Linked DNA regions of Mus musculus: region 2 is linked to region 1. The links are chromatin contacts, called in public promoter capture Hi-C maps. All regions are on one chromosome and are shown on one strand. The core of a region is the stretch at or near the end of the contact, and the rest is flanking DNA. Distances in the headings are between cores, read along the strand shown. Region 1 holds the start of Steap4 (STEAP family member 4). Region 2 holds the start of Crot (carnitine O-octanoyltransferase).

Region 1 (4,838 bases), core at 1,409-3,908:
AGAAGAGGAGAAAGCTCAGCTCCCCTTTCTGTGTTTTGTTTTCATTCATTTGTTTTTGGGGGGTGGTTGTTGTTGTTGTTGTTGTTGTTGTTGTTTTTAAGACAAAAATTTCACTCCGTAGCCCAGGCTGGCTCAGAGCTCGTGATCCTCATGGCCTCAAACTCCTGAGTGTTGGGATTTTAGGCCTGCACCACCATGTTTAAAAAGAAAAAGAAAAAGTTTAATTTTCCTCTATAGCAAGGGCTTAAGGAAAAACCAAGGAGTTATGAATTGTGTGTCCTTTCTAGACCTAAGGGAAAATCAATCTTTAAACCTGTCGACGTAAGTACCAGCTCTCTACAGAAAAGAGGAAATAGTTTATTCCAAACCCAATCTGAGCAACCATGACCTGGGGACCCAGATTCAGTGTACCACCCACCACAGTAGAGGTTACAGTGTGTGTGGGGGGGGGGGAACCATAAATCAATGTGTTTACAAACTACAGCTGTGGGACCTTCTGGTAGGCGGGCTGTTTCGACATGGGATTTCAATGTGGTCTTTACACATTCTTAGCTTTGGGGTTGGTGAGTCTAAGTGTGTCAAATTTGCCAAGCAATTTCAGAAGTTTCTCTCAAAGTCAATAATGCTAGGGAAGATAAATAAATGAATAGCAAGTGGCTGCTGAAAGAGGCTAAAGATAGCCCGAGATGATTTGGGTTCTTAGCCTACACAATGAAAACATTCTCTTCAGCCAAAGTCAAGTGGTCTTCAGGATCATTCACACAGTTGTACAGGACTACAGTTCACAAACGACAAGAGGAATGAATCAAGTATCTGGTTACTACCTGGCCATTCACTACTATTATTTACTATTGTAAGCTATGTCATCACAAACACAACAGATCCTCTTAACCAGAATCAATAACTCTTGGAATCTTATCGTTTACTGCACCACAATTGAGCAGCCTGCTGCATATAACATGAACTGCCCAGAAGAAAACAATGCAGAGGTCAGAATGTCTGCTGCCCTTGGCAACTGTCTTTTCACAGTACCTGGTATTCCACTGGCAACTAATACATCTGCATTCTACATGTAAATCGCACAGTCAGTATGTCAAAATTGGGTCTCTGTATCAACAAGGCTTAAAGCCCCATGGCAAATCATCAGCACAAGGCACATAAGGACCTCCATAAGCCTGCGCTCTAAAGTCCCGATCTTCCCAGTCTCTCACCCAGCTGTCAAGTTCACCAATCATGAGGGTTCGTTCTTCTTGGAGACACAGCTGGATGTCTTCTTCCCTAGACTCATACCTTTCTCACCGGTGAGTCTTCAAACCTAGAAAATTCAATCACAAAATTAGCGGGTGTTTTTTGTTTTGTTATGTTTAAGTTCTTTTCTGGCCTACAGATAGTATTGATGAACTCTGCAAAATACAAGAATGGGGAGTAGGTTTATCAATAAGCACAGTAGCTATTCGAGATGTGGTACTATATCAGGTATGATGAAAACCCGCCCACAAAGAGCTACAAACGTAGTAAGTCTCTTAAGGAGTGAGATGCCCTAACCATGTCACTCAAAGAAGTTATTTAATCAACTAGCTGTCAGGACAAGACCTCTGGGGAGACGCTGAGGTCCCAGCTGACTCCACAGGTCATAGGAAGAGAGTTGCAATCAAGGCAAAGAAGAGTCTGGTTCATAAGTTCTGAGAACACACTCCCCTGAGACTGTGAATCTGAACTTTGGCAAGAGTGCCATGGAAGTTAAACCAGATGGTTGGGAGAAAGACAAACTTGAAGAATGCTGTATTTTAACAGCAACGTAGGCATGCTCTTTCCTCCACGTTGTCATGTTTCTTTATGTCTGAAAGCACCGTAGGGGTAGATTTGGGTTCCTCTATAGAAAGATACACCAACCCAATTGTATACGTGGTCAGCCCTTCACTTCCATGGGTTTTCCAAGCATGGTTTCAATAAACAATGAATCAAAACTATTTAGAAAAAAAATATATTCATCTTTTCTGCATGTGTAAGCAGGTATTGTTGTTTGGTTGTTGTCTTTCTCTCCCAAACAATAAAGTGTGGCATCCATTTAGGTAACATTTGTATTGCATTGTTACCATGTAGGGAAGGAATTAACAGGAGGAGATGCACACAGCTGCCTGGGTATAAGCAAACTTGGAGCCCTGGAGAACACAGAGATACATATGCATTTGAGATGAAGACCTGAAAACTCTCCATCTTTTAAGCTCTGACTCTGTTAAAAATCAGGGCTCCTGGCAGGAGAAAGACACCACTATTTCGTAAGAAGAGAGGCAACTAAGAGGAATGCCTAAGCTCCTTGCCCATGTACTGTTTTCTTAGCTACCCAGAGTCCTCTAGCTCTAACAGAAAAGGAGTATCTCTCTGCCCCTCTAGGCTGCAGCTGACCTGGGATGCCCCACCCCAAAGGTTCCGGAAAACCCCTTTTATACCCCGCTTGGCAGCGGAGAACGTCCATCTGCGAGCCAGAGCTGCACAATAAGTTCTGGTCCTTCCAGCTGTGCGGGATTCCCAGGTTGAACTCTTCCCGGAAACTTTGCTTCACAGCTCCTCTTGCGAAATCAAGCGGGCCCTCCCTCCTCCGCTCTTTGGCTTAAAAGCGGGAGCCTGGAGCCAGCGCAGAGCACAGGCTGGCTACCTCTGCAAGCCTAGAAGGCAGAGCCCACCGCAGCCGCGCCAGACCAACGCCCCTCCGGGCGCCTCGCCGCAGGTGGGTCACTTTACTGGCTCTTTTGCCTTGTTGCTTTATCCAGGGGCTGAGGTTCCATTTCTGTCAGCCCACCTCCAGCCCTTCTTTTCTGGACTCTACTTTCCAGCCAGCTGATACAGAGATAGAGGCACACTCACCCCCATAGCCTTCTCATAAAAGGCTACTTCGGGATCAGTTGAGCCATTCAGCCAATCATTAGCTTCCTGAGGTTGTATTTATTACTCATCAAGGTGCAGAAGACTCCCAAAGAGAAAGACCCAGCTGGATTCTTTCTCTGTCTAACTGGATTCCTACAAATCTGAAGTGCCAACGGGAAAGGAGCCTGGAAGAACTTAGGTGTGCAGTCCAGCAATATAAGGCTAAATCTAAGGACTTCTCACAGAGATGAAATTGGGCAGTCGGTCTTCCTTGATCTTAATTTAAATATCCTTAAGCAGCTTAGCGATTGCTTTTCTAGAGGTATATTGTTTGTGATGTAGTTTGAGGGAAAGAACGCCTGTCCAGAGGCAGATGCCAGGTGGTTTGGGTTTTTTTTTTTTTTTTTCCTTTATTATTTTTCAGTGCATGGCTCTAACCACGGAGTCAGGGTGTTTAGAGTTCTGTTCTTCGTTCTAACTGTCGCCTCAGTTCCACAAATCTAACTTGAAAGCCTATTGGTCCAAGAGGATCCACACAATGCTGCTCTACCAGGGTAAAAACAGCCTTATGACATGAGGTGCTACCGCTGTGAACGGTGTCGAAAGTCTTGCTAATGCTCCAGGTATACCTGAGTAATTACTTTCCATAATAACGCAAACTTTGTTGTTACAAGGAAATTACCCAACCACTCTCACAGGAGCATCTAAAAGTTTCACCACATTTATCATTCAGAGACTACTCTGGCTTTCAAACCATTCTTCAGCCTTGCTGTGTGAGAATGTCCAATTCTGTATAAATGGCAGTCATATAAATGTCACTCACATGAAAGAACCTTTTTTTTTCTGATCCAGTAGGTGTAATTTTATAAAATGGCACATTTATTTGAAGCAGTAACTTTTTTGAGATATGGCCTTTGCAAGGCCCCGAGTTTTTCAGAGCACTGTGATTTAGCACGGTGTGAAATCCTACCAGCAAGCATTCTACCTGCATGGCAAACACCACCGGGCCAGAAAACAGGATGGAGCACTCTCAAGTATCAACCTCAAAGCTGTAAAGTAAATGCTACATGTGTACATTAAATTGGGTCATCGCACTTTCTCCATTTGGCCACATTTATGGTTCTGCTAAAATTCACATAGCAACTGGCAGTGCAGGAAGCAACATACATTAGACCAGACCTCTGACTTGGGCATGTTCTACAGACATCTGCCTTTCACAAGCTTACTAACTGCTGTTTAGAAGGAAAAAAAATAGATTTTCATAACCTTTGGTAAAAAAAGAAAAAAACTAAAACCATTAAACTCTGCAGTGTATTGCAAGCAACTTTAAAGAAATAGGTTTGTTATAGAACACAAATGGAGTGTGTAAATCACTCCATGCTGTCTTGTCTCTTGAAGGACTACCCTTAAATTACCTGTGCCATCAATGCCAGTGTTTAAATGATATAGATTTCGCTTTCAAAGAATACATAGCTGATTCTGCAGTTACAAAAACATGTCAGTTTTTTGTGGTCCTCATTATCTAGTTCCCACCATAATAAATTTAAGGATGGGAGAGATGGTTAGTAGGTAAGGTACTTGCCCCAAAGCCATGAGGACTCAAGTTCCGAGCCCTCAGCACTCTCATAAAACCTGGTTCCCATGGCTTACACCTGTAATCTCAGCACTGGGGTGGCTGGAGAAAGCCTCCCTGGAGGTCACTGGCTGGCTGGCTTTGTCAGATCCTGGAGCCGGTGAGCTCCAGGGTTAATAAGACTCCCTGGATAGGAGGAAGGCTGGACGGGAAGAAGGAGGATTAGGTAGCAGGCGTGGGCAGGGGACAAGTAAAATTAATGAGGTGAATATATTTGAAATGCATTATGTACATGAATAAAAATGTTATAATGAAACCCATTATCATGTATAATTAATGTGTGCTAATGAAAACAAATGATGGGAAGCAATGCAGGAAGATAGCCAGCATTGACCTCTGG
Region 2 (4,765 bases), core at 741-3,240, 1.0 Mb after region 1:
TGCTCCTAGGCAAATGACTAGAAAAAACAGGACCGTTTATTTGGTAGTGGGCTGCCATAGCACACACGGGGAAGTCAAAGGACAGCTCCCAGGAGTTCATTCTCTTTTCTACCATGTGGGTCCTGGGGATCACACTTGGGTCATCAGGTTTGCCTGCAGGTGTCAATATCCAATGAGCCATCTCACTGAGCCTCAAAATTTGTCTTTTTTTTGGGGGGGGGGGTTAGAATATTACTATATACCCCAGGCAGGCTTGGAACTAACTTTTGTCAGACAGGCTTGCCTGAATTCACATGGGTCAGCCTGCCTCTGACTCCCTAGTGCTGGGAATATATGCCACCAACACCCACCCAGCTCTAGGCAAGTAACTTTAATTGAATCTCTTTATCTTGGCATGTATAACCATATAATTAGTCATCAGACTTTTTAATGCCATAAAAACAACTCATCCTGAAACAACTATATTATGGACTATAATGGGCAGAATTGTTATGATGACCTAACTCCTACCTACTCTTTTTAGTCCCCAGAACTTGTCATTATGATAGAACATCATTACTCCTATGGTTGCAACTGGGTTTCACCTACAAAAAAAAAAAAAAAAAAAAAAAGGCTTAAAATAGAGAGGACCTAACCTAATCATTTGAGTGCTTGAGCAGAGATACTGCCACACCTCTGTGTCTACATCTATGTCTTTAATGATCTGTGTCTACATCCATGTCCTTAACGAACTCAGAGACAAACAGGACTTGCAGGAAATGGGATTAATCCTAATGCAAGTGAACAGGGGTTAGACTCTGCCAACTCGAATGAACCTGAAAAGGGAGTCTCCCCCTAAAACTTCAGAAAGTAACTCATAACAGAAACCCTGGTCTCTCCTTTTGTGCGTCCATGCAGGGTAAGCAGCTAAGCTTGCTCGGACTTCAGATCTTCAGAAACTCAAAGTCTGTGTTCCTTTAACCGCTAAACATGTCACTGTCTGCTGTAACAGCAATAGGAAACTAATGCAAGCATGCCGGGCAAGCTGATCTCATTACACTTCCTTGTCATTTAACAGATCCCACAAAGAAGACCAGAGTACTAATTTTATGCCTGCTGCAGTGCTTAGCCCCTGCAAGGTTAAGCCGACTACAGATTCTTTAAGAGTTGTCTTAAGTTTTCAACCATATAAAACTAGTTAAACGATTCCAATAAAATTAAGAAAACGATGACAGTGGACTTTCTGAAAGCAAGGTGATGTGAACGCGAGAGAGGTGGGAAAATAGAACCAGGAAGTAAACAAATAGGGTCACATACCAGTAAACCACGAAGAAGTGCTCAGGACCTCCAGGAGCCTGCTTGAACAATTCGGAAAGGAAACCACAGGGAACCCGAACTGGCCAAGCCTGGTGACTGTGGAAAGGAAGAAATACACTCAAGTAAAGATCAGGAAAGGAGAAGAGGATAGTGACAGAAGCTGGAAATACAGAGAACGGACATCTGCTAGACATGAGATTTATATCACTACAGAGCTAGCTATGTTCCAAGCAGCCTATCAGATGGACCCAAGGGGCACAGGGAACCTTCCGGTGCCCGCGGGGAGGTTGCAGCAGAAGCAGAAAGCAATAAAGTTCAGAAACTCCTCCCACCAAAACAAGGGCAGCTTCTCACCGAGGATAAGGACAAGGGGAGAAAAACCAAGAAACATGCACACGCAAAACCAACCAATCGATCAAGCACTCTAGCACTCTAGCACTCTAGCGAGGCCGGTGCAACTGAGAGAGGACACCCCAAACCAGAAGGGCAAGATGCTCGGGGGGGGGGGGGGGCACCACGCCCGCGCCAGACGGGGCGCCTGGGCGCACAGCCCGACTGCACTCAGCTCGGCTTCCTGCTACTGCAATACCCTTCGACCCCCTCGCCATGTGGGAGGGGAAGGAGAGCGAGCAGCCGGCCCCAGAATCCTCACCTCCCGCGCCCCTCTTGTCCCTCTGCGTCGGCCTGCAGGCTCTGGGCTGTCCTGAGGCCGGACCAGAACGGAAAACCGCGAGGGTCCCGCCCTGTGCGCGTCGGGGAACGGGATTGGACGGGAAGCCGCGAGGGTCCCACCCCGCGCTGGAAGGGGTGGGCTGTCGAGGCTTGCTGGTCCCGCCCCCGCCGGGTTCTCGGGCTCTGGTGGCGTCCTAGGCTGCAGACCCCGGGAACGCAGCAGAAAGTCAGATAAGCGCCCTGCAGTCCCCGCTACAGCAGCTTCCTTCCGGATGCTGCGGGAGATTGGCCTCCGTCCAGAGATCTACCCACTCTCGGGCACAGCCCTGTGGCTGCGTAAGGAGGCCCACGGCTCAGCCTGCTTTTCGCCGAACTCTTAGGGGCTTGGCGCTGTGTTCTTTCTTCCCAGTCGCTCCCCCTTCTTTGTGCCAGCCTCCTTTGCATGGCCCAGGCAAGCATTTATACTACTTTAGATATAAATTTAAGAATTTATACTGAGACATTTTATTTTGTCTACCCTGTGTGCTGGCAAGAGAATAGCAGGCGAATGGATCCGGTTTGGCCTCGTCGCCTCTTTGAGACTTAAGATTTGGCCAACTCCCAGCCATCTAGGGCAAGCCCTTGCAGTCTCTAGCGATGGTCAAGCTTCAAGCTTTGGCCTTGCCTGAATATTTTTATCATCCAAGAAGTTGCGTTTTTAAAAAGCTAGCACGTCCTAGAGGAAGACTATGAGGTATTTTTAGTTTCACAGGTCAATGCCCTTTTTTTCATTTACCTCCTGAAATAAATTGATACAATTTTAAACTTATATACACTTTTTATTTGTACTTCTGTTTTGTTTTCGTGGAAGGAAAAATATTTTACCTGCTCCTGCATAGTTAAGTTATTCAACAGTTTAATGACTTCATTTCAAATTAGTATATTAAAAGCTGCTGTCTTTCCGAAATCCTTTTGAGTTTCCCGCAGAATTACTAATATGTTTCATGACTGCACAGCGTTGCTGGAGGTATTACATAATCAAGCTGGATAATCTCTCTAAGCTTGTCAAAGTGACTGTGTTAAAGAACTTTTCCCCCTCATAGTATGTAAGTGTTCCGTTCCGGATATTATATTATGCTTCGAAAATAGAATTCTTAGACTGACTGGATTTCTCAGAAACCTTCATTGTCTTTTTTTTTTTTTTTTTTTTTTTTTTTTAGTAAAAAAAATTTTGGCACCTCTTTAGAAGTTTACGCATATTGAATGTTTGCTGGTGGCAAAGAATTTAGGGTCACTCACCTTCACTGTTTTTGTGAGTTTGGTAATCTCACCAAACCAGGCCTTTATGCAGGGTCTTTAACACTGAGCTACATTCAAGCCCTGCTGCAAGTTTCTCTTCTTCCTGGTTTTGTTAAGCAGAAACGGTGTCTCCATGAAGATCTTGGCTTCTCATAAAAAGAAAACAACCTCGGGACTGAAAAAAATCAGTAGAACCTGGAGAATGTGAGAAAAATGACCATCTCTGTAAAACTGTAATTAAGCAGAGTCCTGAAAATGTTTTCTACCAAATGTATAATAGATATTTTAATGTCAAATTTAAAATCGGTAGCACTCAGATTAAATTTGAACAAGCTTGTATTTCTTAGCTCAGGATAGACAGATCTTGATGGCTGAGGAAGATATTGCAAGCTTTTGGAGTATGTCTTATAGCAACAACTTGTCCCAAGTCTTAAAATTGACTATTAAAGTTATATAAAAAATCATTCGGGCTGGAGAGATGGCTCAGCAGGTAAGAGCACCAACTGCTCTTCCAGAGGACCTGAGTTCAAATCCCAACAACTACATGCTGGCTCACAACCACCCATAATGAGATCTGACTCCCTCTTCTGGAGTATCCAACCGGAGTGAGCAGAGGTCTAAAAATTCAATTCGCAACAGCCACATGAAGGCTCACAACCATCTGTACAGTGTACTCATATACATAAAATAAATAAATCTTTAAAAAATCATTCATTTATGTGTATGAAGGGATCCATATGGACCCAGGACCCCAGGGCAAGGGGCTACCTCTGGCTAGAGAGGAGGCAGATGTGGCACATAGGCAAATGACAGTGTCAAGTCAAGGGCAAGCCCTGAGCTAGGATGAGGTGTTGACTTTCATTAGACAGATTAGGTCAGTCAAAGGAGCGGAGGGTTGATAGCTGAACCGCAATACTTTGATAACTAGACTTTGGTAGTCCGCCTCAGGAGAGGGAAATGACCAAATAAGGGAATAGACCTTGTTGGCTAGTTATAGGAATAAAATCTAATAGTTTCCAGCAAGACAGTGGGAATCAGGGAGAAAGGCAATGCCTACCAGAGCCATGTGTGACATGCTCGGGCTGGCTAGAGTCCATTCAGTGTAGCTCTTTCTCCATACACTACCAAATTAAAAGGAAGACTTTTACAGACTGCCGCAGACCCTCTAAGTCCCTTTGTCTGCATGGAACGGGTCTCTGGGGCAGATGGACAAAGCGTTAGAGGGTGACAGACAGACCAACACATGAGATTGTGTAGAATCTGAATGTATTGTCACAAAGTGAACACCAATCTTATATAGTACAAGGGGTCCGGAAGTCACAGCAGGCAAGGTACACTGAAGTTACCAGGTACAAAACAAAGGAATGATTTCAAAAGGATTTACAGGAACCAGGTTAATGTTTACAGTAAAGATAAAGCAGTCCTGCCTAGGGTCAGCTTAGTGACAGGCAAGGATTTCACACTCTAGTGCTATAGCTTTGAGCCTTGTGAAGGCTAGCACCAGGGGGTTCTGCTCTTG

What was found. Promoter capture Hi-C pulls out the DNA fragments that hold promoters and counts their contacts.
Region 2: a promoter capture Hi-C map of liver shows a contact between it and region 1. The contact joins the promoter of Crot here to the promoter of Steap4 in region 1. A contact is called at or near these places in 4 of 39 promoter capture datasets (liver, pre-B cells and stem cell-derived epiblast-like cells).

Annotation. Positions count from the first base shown.
Region 1 is chr5:7,957,814-7,962,651 of GRCm38.p6, forward strand. Steap4 (STEAP family member 4) reads left to right here and starts at 2,659. Exons shown (of 5, transcript NM_054098.3): 1 at 2,659-2,728. Gm30835 (a long non-coding RNA gene) reads right to left here and starts at 2,579. Exons shown (of 3, transcript XR_376720.3): 1 at 2,451-2,579; 2 at 1,212-1,315.
Region 2 is chr5:8,995,156-8,999,920 of GRCm38.p6, forward strand. It overlaps Crot (carnitine O-octanoyltransferase), which reads right to left and starts at 1,991. Exons shown (of 18, transcript NM_023733.3): 1 at 1,949-1,991; 2 at 1,297-1,392.